Linked DNA regions of Bos taurus: region 2 is linked to region 1. The links are chromatin contacts, called in public Hi-C maps. All regions are on one chromosome and are shown on one strand. The core of a region is the stretch at or near the end of the contact, and the rest is flanking DNA. Distances in the headings are between cores, read along the strand shown.

Region 1 (5,066 bases), core at 1,891-4,390:
CTTTAATTTTAAAATATTCTCCCAGTTAACTCAGATTCTCCCTTCTGTAGGTAAGAACATTTATTTGATTTGCCTTGCACTCCTGGCACTCTTCCTTTCTTCTAGGACAGAACTGCCCCTTCTCAGATTCTTCTCTCTCTTCTCTTCTAGACGTGTAATTAGAAAGGGAGGTACCATCCTGTATAGCCTGGCCTCCCTGGGAACCACAATTGGTTAGGAGACTGGTACCTGACTCCTCCTGGTTTCAGTGATTTGATCAAGGGATTGGGGTATAACTCAAGGTGTGCTAAACAGTCATTTCCTGGAATTTTTCTAACTGGAGGTTGGGAATAAAAGTCTCATTTCCTCTTGGTTTCAAAATGGTTATCAGCCACCACTGCCCTGCCACCGACAGAGACTGTAAAAGAGAAAGGAACCAACTTTGAGTTAAGTGGTAGATTCAAAGGGTTGAGACTTTCTATGGCTTTTTAGAGTTCCTAAAGTTCTCAAAGCAGTCCTGTTTCCTGTTTTCTTGAAGCTTGGTTATTTAGCTCTTCTGCTGATTCTGTGAGGTACCTTTAATATCCTAATAGAATATACATTGATAGTAATAAGGTGTGTATACACACACACACACACACACACACACACACACACACACTTAGAATGCTATTTGGAATACATTTTAAAAATTTATAATACTATTTGTAACTTGCCTTTTTTCATAAAAAAAGGAATAGAATCCATTGGGACATTCACCACCAATAAACTACATCATCATTTTAACAGCCGCACAATCTTCTTCTTTGATAATTTATTTTATTTTGATACTTCAGATTTTTAAACATTAGAAGCAAGACTGTGATGAACCTTAAGTATTTGTGCTAATAAGGAAGAATTTTTCAGAAGCTTATAGCCGACTTCCCTTGGAGTCTGGTCAGAAGTGGGTCATAGGCCCATTCCTAATTTAAATCACTGGTAAAGGGAAAGTGGTCAGCAGAATTGACCTAATCATTCCTGAAGTTGGGCTGATTCATGTGTGCCTATGGGTAGAGGGTGCAGAGGGGAGGATGATGAAGTCTGGATTCCTGAACAAAAGGAAGAAGGGAGAATCAGGTGCCCACTATAATAGTTTTGAACATTTCAAGGTGTTTAAAACATAATGTATTAATTTTTCAATCTTAAAGCAGTGTTTAAGAGTGCTAATTGTGGGACTTCCCTGATGGTCCAGTGGTTAAGAATCTGCCTTCCAATGCAGGAGGTGTGGGTTTAACCCCTGGTTGGGGAACTAAGATCACACATGCTGGGTTATTTGTAGAGTGCATTCTGTAACTAGAGAAAGCCTGCATGCTACAACGAAGACAACACAGCCAAAAATACAAATTAAAAAAGAGTGCTAGTTTCTCTATACCCTTGCAAACCAGGGCTACTATGATTCATCTTTTTCACATGTTTGATAGTAATGTTTGATTTTTTTTATCAGTAGTTCATAGGAAAATACTTTTCAGATGATTCACAACTCCTGATTTAATGGCATTAAAATATCCTATTACTAGAGATGTAAAAAAAAAAAAAAATGACAGGAAAATTACTCTAACTTGAGTCTTATAAATTCCATAGTTACCTAAAATTATAGGTACAGAAACATGAACTTCATCTCTATAAAGATAGAATGAAATCACTGCTGCCAATCACTTATCAAAACAAATGTTAGACGCTTCATTAGAATCTATGGAAATCTCAGAAATAAGTAATAATTTCATTAAAAAAGCAAGTTCTTTAAAAAGTTTTTAAAGTGTATAAGGCAATTATCAATTTTCAGTCTGATTTCATTGATATTTGTTATAGGCTAGATGTTGGATGCTAAGGTTAAAGAACTGTCAGTACAATAATTTTGAGCATCAAATTCATTAAAAGTATTAAATGAGTACTGTTAAAGCTTTATTCTTTTTGTGTTTTAAAATATATTCATGAAAATAAGTCCTGTGGATGTAGTGTTTCAGCACTGTGACTATAGTGAATAATACTGTACTGTTTATTTTGAAAGAAACTAAGAGAGCATATCTTAAAAGCACTCATCATAAGAAAAAAAAATTGTATTTATGTGTGGTGATGGATGTTAACTAGACTTATTGCCTTTATTTTACAATATAAACAAATATTGAATCATTTTGTTGGATACCTGGAACTAATGTATTTCAGTTATATCTCAATTAAAAATCAATATATTCATATGATAAATATTAACATATTTGGCACACAGTACATTTTTGGGTGAAGCTCTTATCAGTAATGAACAGGCCACAAGAGTACACGTTTACAATCATCAAAGGGTTCATTGTAGAGCTTGACTTTGAATATTTGAAAGTAGATGTTTATTTCTTCAAGGCCTAACTTGTCTCATTGGAAATTTTGTTCAATCATATTCTCATGGCTAAAAAGAATTTAGTATACAATTTATTGCTGAACAGATGACAAAACATTTGAACTCCTAGTTCACTTCAGTCGCTCAGTCATGTCCGACTCTTTGCCACCCCATGAACCGCAGCACAGTTGGATGGCATCACCAACTCAATCGACATGACCTTGAGTAAACTCTGGGAGTTGGTGATGGACAGGGAGGCCTGGCGTGCTGCAGTCCAATAGAGTTGGACACGAGTTAGCGACTGAACTGAAATGTTAACATGACAACACAAAGTTGTGTGAACCACGTGGAAAGCCCTAGGTTATCACTTTATATAGACTCCAAAAACTAGTAAGAATTTGTTTTTTCTTCTCTATATCAGGGGTCAATGACCCCTGAGAAAAATTAACAGAAGAAAAATTGTAATAAAGGGTCACAGTCAGTTCAGCCGTTCAGTCATGTCCGACTCTTTGCGACTCCACTGAGGGGTGAGAGGTAGACCGACTTTGTCCTCCACCTCTGCCACCGTCATTCCAACCCGCCTCTGGGCTAGAAATGTCTCCCTCCATCCCTGCAGCCGCCCCCACGACTCCAGCCGGCCCTCCTCTGCCTCGCCCTTAGCATCCCTTGCCTCCCACTCACAGTACCCAGCGTATTGCTAAGCCCGTTCTTTGACCCCAGCCAGGAGACTTCAAGCTTCCGCCCAGGACTTGGCCCGGGGCGGCGCAGGGGTGTCCTGTTTCCGCGTTGGCGAGCGGCGTGTGTCGTGACGTCACCGCGCCTTGACGTCAGGCTGACGTGCAGCACGGTCTCCTGGGAGACCAGGAAAGCCTTTTGCCCCCGGCGGAATCGAAGTATAGGTGAGAGAGACAAGGAAAGGCTTTCTTGAGCCCCGGAATGACCTGGTCCCGGCGCGCACTTCCGAAGAAGAGGCGTGCTGGCACCCCGGGGGCAGAGCCGGAAAGCCGAGCCGTGGTGCCGCGCCCGGAGAATGGGCCCCGCGCCTTGCCCCTGACCCCGGCTGCTGCCTCTGTCGAGTCTTCGCGAGCCCGTCCGGCTGGGCGCCCTCTTCTTTGAGAGCGTGGCCAGGATAGGCCTCATTCCCGCACCTTTTCTTCTTCCCGCCTCCGCGGGTCCCGAGGGAACGGGGTTATAAAGGGACAGATTTCAAAACCCTTGCAAGCCGATTTTGGCTGTACTTGCAGTTAGTTTCTATTTGGAAAATCCTGCCCCTTCATAATGTCTCAAGACGTGAACTCCCTCTTCACCTGACCTTGACCTCATCTGTGGTGATTCACACTAAAGAAATAGTTCTTTAGGGAAGGGCCTGAAAGCTGAACGTGAGTTAATGGCCCAGCGTGACACTGGTGTCATGCAGGGAATCGGAAGTGAACGACTAGGGACGGGTCTGTATTTTTGACATCTTCCTTGTAATCCTGTCAGAGCAGGTTCACAAATACCTACGCGGCTACCGCTGGTTATCACCGCACCTCATGTCGAAGAAGAGTCGAGAAAGTGTGTAATGTGAGAGAATAAAAGGGCCTCTTTGATTTAAAAAGAAAAAAGCAAAATAATGAAAGTAAATTAAAAGTTAAAAAAAAAACCTTTTTTCCCCCTTTTGTTAAAGGGAAAGAGACCTCTCCCATCCCTTTCTTGGGAAACTTCTTATGGCTGTGTGCTTCCTCTGTTCCTTCAACATGTATGTATGCAAATCTTTTGAAGACCCAGAATATTTTTCTGGAGGACTGGGGAGCCATTTCTTTAAAATGTAAACATCAAGGGAAACAGGGCCCATATCTCCATATTACTTTGGGAGTTTAGTGCTTCTAGTAACCAAGTGCTTTGTCTAGAGATATGTATTCATTTGAACAAACGCTGTTAGCTAGCACTTCAATTACCAGGTGAATTTAAAACAAACTATGAAATAGAGTATGGCAAGCTCTGTTGAGGACAAATTATCTTTTATCTTTTTTTTTTTTTTATCTTTTATCTTGAGAACATGTATGTAGTGGAGTGTATCTGCTTGGCTATATTAAAAAGTGGGATTTCTTTCTGTGTTTGTAATCTTATTAGATTAGCTGTGCCTCACAGTTTAGTTAAATGCTTATGTGATAATAAAACTGCTTTCTGCATTGTGGGGAAATTTTCTGGATGGCAGGATTTAAAATTTTTTCCTCCGTAATCACACCTACCAATTTTTCCCACTCAGTATAGTAAGGCCACAAAATTGGAATAGATTTACAGTAACGATACTGTGCCACTAGATTCATGCTCTCAAATACATTTAGGTGTGAAATTTTAAAAAGGAAATTTAGTTGGTAATTTTAGGAAAAATTCTGCTCACAATAGAGTTTCATTAAGATGAAGCCATATTATTTTACTGATGGTGAGCTCACTGTAAAATGACAGGAATGAGAATAATGAGCTTTCTGTGAATAATGAGCTCTTGCCACATCACTGTGACAGTCTGCCAAACATCAGATTATTATGTACTTGGCCATGTGGGCCAATGTTCACTACATCAGTTAACTTTACTCTCTCTGTCCATACACATTGTATTACCTTTATCTTTAGGTTGGAAGACAGCCCATTAGTTATTTATTTTAAACAGCAGCTCATTAAACATGGAACTTTGCTAACAAGGGGGATTGGAAATCCATCCTTCCACCAATACTTAGACAAT
Region 2 (5,172 bases), core at 2,635-5,134, 60 kb before region 1:
ATAACAAAGGATTACTACACATAATATATAAAATATTCCTGTAAATCTATAATAGTCAGACAATATGAGCAGTTAATTAACAGAAAAAAGACAAGTTGTCAGGATTCCAAGCTTCACTTGTAATAAAAGAGATGGGAAACAAAATGCCTAGGTTTTGAATTTTTCTTTTATCTTGTTTGGTATCTGTGGAGGGTTGCTGTCTATAACTGATTTTGGAAAATTCTCAGACATTATTATCTCAAATCTGTTTTATGCTCTGTTCCCTTCTCCTTCCAGTATTCCAATAACACACATGTTGGCCTTTTTGATATTGTCCCACCATTTTTTTTCTTTCTTTTTTCATTGGGGGATAATTGCTTTACAATATTGTGTTCGCCTCTGCCATGTATCAACATGAATGAACCACAGTTATACATATATCCCCTCCCTCCCGCTCCCATCTCCCACCCCATCCCACCACTCTAGGTTGTCACAGAGCACTGGTTTGAGTCCCCTGTGTGTGTGTGTCTGTGTGTGTAAGTCACTTCAGTCATGTCCAACTCTTTGCAACTCCATGACTGTAGCCCACCAGGTTCCTCTGTCCATGGGATTCCCTAGGCAAGAATACTGGAATCAGTTACCATGCCCTCCTCTAGGGGAACTTCCTGAGCCAGGAATCAAACCCACATTTCTTGTCTCCTGCTCTGGCAGGTGGGGTTCTTTACCACTAGCACCACCTGGGAAGCCCATGTTACACAACAAATTCCCACTTGCCATCTATTTTACATATGGTAATGTATACGTAGTCATGTATGGATGTGAGAGTTGGACTATAAAGAAAGCTGAGTGCCAAAGAATTGATGCTTCTGAACTGTGGTGTTGGAGAAGGCTCTTGATAGTCCCTTGGACTGCAAGGAGATCCAACCAGTCCATCCTAAAGGAAATCAGTCCTGAATGTTCATTGGAAGGACTGATGCTAAAGCTGAAACTCCAATACTTTGGCCACCTGATGTGAAGAACTGACTCACTGGAAAAGACCCTGATGCTGGGAAAGATTGAAGGCAGGAGGAGAAGGCAACAGCAGAGGATGAGATGGTTGGATGGCATCACTGACTCAAAGGGCATGAGTTTGAGTAAGCTCTGGGAATTGGTGATGGACACGGAGGCCTGGCATGCTGCAGTCCATGGGGTCGCAAAAAGTCGGACACAACTGAGCGACTGAACTGACTGAATGTATATGTTTCCGTGCTATTCTCTCAATTTGTCCCACCTTCTTCCCCTAGTGTCCACAAATCTGTTCTCTACATCTGAGTCTCAAGTGAAAGTGAAAGTTGCTCAGTTGTGGCCAACTCTTTGTGACCCTGGAATTCTCCAGGCCAGAATACTGGAGTGGGTAGCCTTTCCCTTCTCCAGGGGAATCTTCCCAACCCAGGGATAGAACCCAGATCTCCTGCATTGCAGGTGGATTCTTTACCAGCTGAGTTACAAGGGAAGCCCGAGAATACTGGAGTGGGTAGCTTATCCCTTCTCCAGTGGATCTTCTCGACCCAGGAATTGAACTAGGGTCTCCTGCATTGCAGATGGATTCTTTACCAACTGAGCTATGAAGGAAGCTCATTGCTACCCTGCAAATAGTTTTATCAGTACCATCTTTCTAGATTCCATACGCATGCATTAATATACAACATCTGTCTTTCTCTTTCTGACTTACTTCACTCTGTATTTTTGAATGTTATTATTTTTTTTAATTCTTTTTTCTCTTTGAGTTTCTGTTTTTGAAGTTTCTATTGGGCTACCTCAAATTCACTCTTTTTCCTTACTGCATCCAGCAGATGAGCTTACTGAAGAAAGTCTTCATTTCCATTACAGTTTTTAATTTCTAGTACTTCCTTCTGATTCTTACAGTTTCCATCTTTCTGCTGATGTTACTGAATTGGCTTTATATTTGGTTTTATTAGTGCTTTTAACATATTAATCATAGTTATTTTAATTCCTTGTCTGATAATTCCAACATCTGTATTATATCTGAATCTGGTTCTGGGGCTTTCTTTGTGTCCTCAGACTTTTTTTCTTGTCTTTTAGTATGCCTTGTAATTTTTTTGGTTGAAAACCTGATATGTTGTAGTAGGTAGTGAGGTAATTAGGCCTTTAGAGTAAGGATTTATGTTAATCTGGCTTGCAGCTGGACTATGTTTCATGTTTGTAGTAAAAGTTCCACAGGCTTCAAATTCCTCTGGTGCTCTTATTTTTCTATGCTCTCTTGGCTTCAGGCTTCCCTACTCCCACTCAGAAAGCCATGGGGCTTTGCAGATCTTTCAGCTGTAATCCATTGTAAGCTTATTGGAATGGCAGTAAGGTATAGGGGAAGGGAAGTTTTTATAAACTGATTAGGTTCATCTTTGGTGGGCCTGTGTCTTAAAAGTGTTTCTCTCCCTCTTCACTAAGTATAGGACTTTCTCCCATACTCCATTCCCAGTGTCCTATTAACTATATTTTGGGAGGTTGTTTTAGTTGAGACAGGAAGGCTAGGGGCTGGCTATGGTGGAAATGCCCGCCTCCAAGTGGGATACAGTTTCAGTATTGTCCCTGGAGAGTGAGACTTTACTATGGAGAAGGATCCAGGAGGGCTATATCTTTGCTATTCTTCCCATCTCCTCCCTCTGCCTCCCTATCCCATGGGGGAGGAGGAGGTTTTTCTCAGATCCTCACCGTAAGAATGTGGTGGGGTTCCTGGAGGAAGAAACACTTCAAAGCTGGGGGGCCCTCTGACCATTGGGGCCCCAGGTGTTTCTCAGTCACACTAGTCCATACTCTGCCTCCAGCAATTCGTCACAATTACTAGTTAAATTAAGTGGTCACACCCTTATTGGTCCACTGACTTCTGCTGTCTCTCTCTGGATGCACCTGTCTCTCCAGATTTCAAGGGTGTGGTTTACCTTGAAACTTAAATTCTGTGATGAAAAGTCATTGATTTTCAGCTTGTCCAGATTTTCCTTGTAAGAAAATGGTGTTTTCCAAGCTTTTTACATGTCAGAGTAGAAACCAGAAGTTTGCAAACTAGAATGAAATTCCATTTTGCCCATCAGACTGGCAAACTTCAGAATGATAATATTCAGAGAGGGAGGAAGTGAGTATTTTCATATGGTGTTGACAGGAAACTAAATTGGGTGTCATCTTTCTTGAAGGCAATTTTACATTTTCAAAGTTTAAAAGGCACAACTCCTTTGACCTAGCAATTTCACTTAAAGGATTCTAGTCCAGATAAGCCATACAAATGAGAAAATATATATGTACAAGAACATTTACTAAGTAATTGTCTGTAATATCAATACAAGTTCTAGTGATAGAAGAAGGTTAAAAAACAAGTACGATTAATTCTATAACTATTGTGTAGCACACTAAAAATGCAGTTAGATTAATATGCTGAAATATGTCCATGACATACTGCTAAGTAAAAAAAGTCCAGTTACAGAACAGTATGATATTTGTTAAAAAAACAAAGCAGACAAAACATTGGGTATCTATGGGACATGGGAGTGGGTATGAACAGATATGCATTTGTTTCTTCTTAGAAAAAAGACTGAGAAGTGTAGATACCAAATTCTAATTGCTTCTCTTCTGGCAAGGAGAAGAAGCTTCCCACTTTAGGGGAAATTAACACATTTTAAAGCAAGCCATGTGTTATTTTTGTAATTAAAAATATACACACAAAGAAGTAGATCCTATTCCTCGATGAAAGAGAAAGTTCTCTGGGAAAAGATGGCAATAACCTTTAGTTCCTATTTCCAAACAATTCCAGGAATCTTAAACAAGTTGCCTTTGCAAGTAAGTGAATGACCTCTTGTGAATGGAGCAGGGGAGGGACATCACAGTGGAACGGGCTGTTTAACCTTGGCCTGTGCAAGAGTGAGTGCAGGGACTGTGTCCACCTTGCTCATCATGGTCACTCCCATGTCTACCTTGTGTTGGGCACCTAGTTGGGCCTTTGTATATACTAGTTGAATTAACAAATGAGAAAAAAAAGGCAATGGTTCTGTGGCAGATTTATTGAACCGTGTACTATAGAGAAATTTGGCAATCAGTTGCTCGGAAGTTTTTCTGTTATTACTGGGTTCAGATACTAAATTCAAATTCTATAATTTAAATAGGAAGTTTCAGCACTGTCCCAGTGCTGAGGAAATTAACCAGGCTGAGAAACAGTGCTGCTCCCTGAGTGAGAATTTTTCTCATACTGTAACAGCAGAAGTTGCCTAGACAATTTTCTCTCTGCCAGCTCACAAAAAGGATCACTGATTCAGGAAGTGACCTATGAGTATAACATTTTAATTTTAACATTCAAAAAGTAATGTAGTGAATGGGGCCAGAACCAGAATTACCTGGGGTTTTAGTGGGTTAGAGTCTGTTACTGGAATGAAGAGAGATGAGACCAAGATTTTTTGAGGATCTCCTAGCAACTCATCGAGGCACGGGGTTAGTCACTCAGCACATGGTATCTCATTAAAGCTCACAGCAAGCTTGTGAAGTATCGTCATCATTAATAGAGGAGGAAACTGAGACTTGGAGAACTTGGGTAACTTGTCTTAGGACACATAGCCAGAAAATGGCAGAGCTGGGATTTGAAGACAGATGGCCTAGTTCCAAAGCCCCTGGTCACTGCCTGGGCCACTGGACTCTGTGTTGATTAGTGTTGGCATGCCTCACGTTTCATATTAACATGAGACCTGTCCCTGTAGAAGACTTGAAGGGTTTGGTTTCTAAGAACTGACTGGACTGGACCATCACTCCTGCAGAACTAATCCAGAGATTTTACACATATAAGTACAATTCCCACCCTATCTAATTTCTCAAAGCATTGGGGAAATGACTCAGTATTACCAAACAGGACTCTCCAAATCATGAATAAACACAGGTGTGCTATAGTTTTCCCCAAACTCATCCCAGGACACAGAGCAGCCCTATCTGAGACAAATCACGGCACCTGAAGAACTGTTTACAAGGGTGGCAGTGATGCAGAGACAGTCACGTGTTATAAATACCCTCATGGAATAAAGACCATGTATTTTTCCATGATATTTGCTAACTCAGATGAAATGAATTTCATCTTTATTTTCACCACAGCAGGAAGTTAACATGCCCAAGTGCTGCAGTTTTCAGCATGTTTATGACACCTTTGATTCTTCCTCTAATGCATTT

Evidence for each region. A called contact is a pair of places that touch in the nucleus more often than the background predicts.
Region 2: a Hi-C map of liver shows a contact between it and region 1, with 2.1 times the contacts expected there. The contact joins the enhancer-like site here to the promoter of LEKR1 in region 1. A contact is called at or near these places in 2 of 11 Hi-C or Micro-C datasets (liver and skin fibroblasts).

What each region holds. Positions count from the first base shown.
Region 1 is chr1:110,778,025-110,783,090 of ARS-UCD2.0, reverse strand. LEKR1 (leucine, glutamate and lysine rich 1) reads left to right here and starts at 3,140. Exons shown (of 12, transcript XM_059888819.1): 1 at 3,140-3,243.
Region 2 is chr1:110,838,298-110,843,469 of ARS-UCD2.0, reverse strand. No RefSeq gene overlaps it. Among named protein-coding and RNA genes, the nearest start is that of LEKR1, 61 kb to the right of the region's middle. Within about 2 kb of position 3,884, at least 5 of the 102 cell types and tissues checked have an H3K27ac peak or open chromatin away from gene starts, as enhancers often do. A contact at or near this core is called in liver, where this site is marked.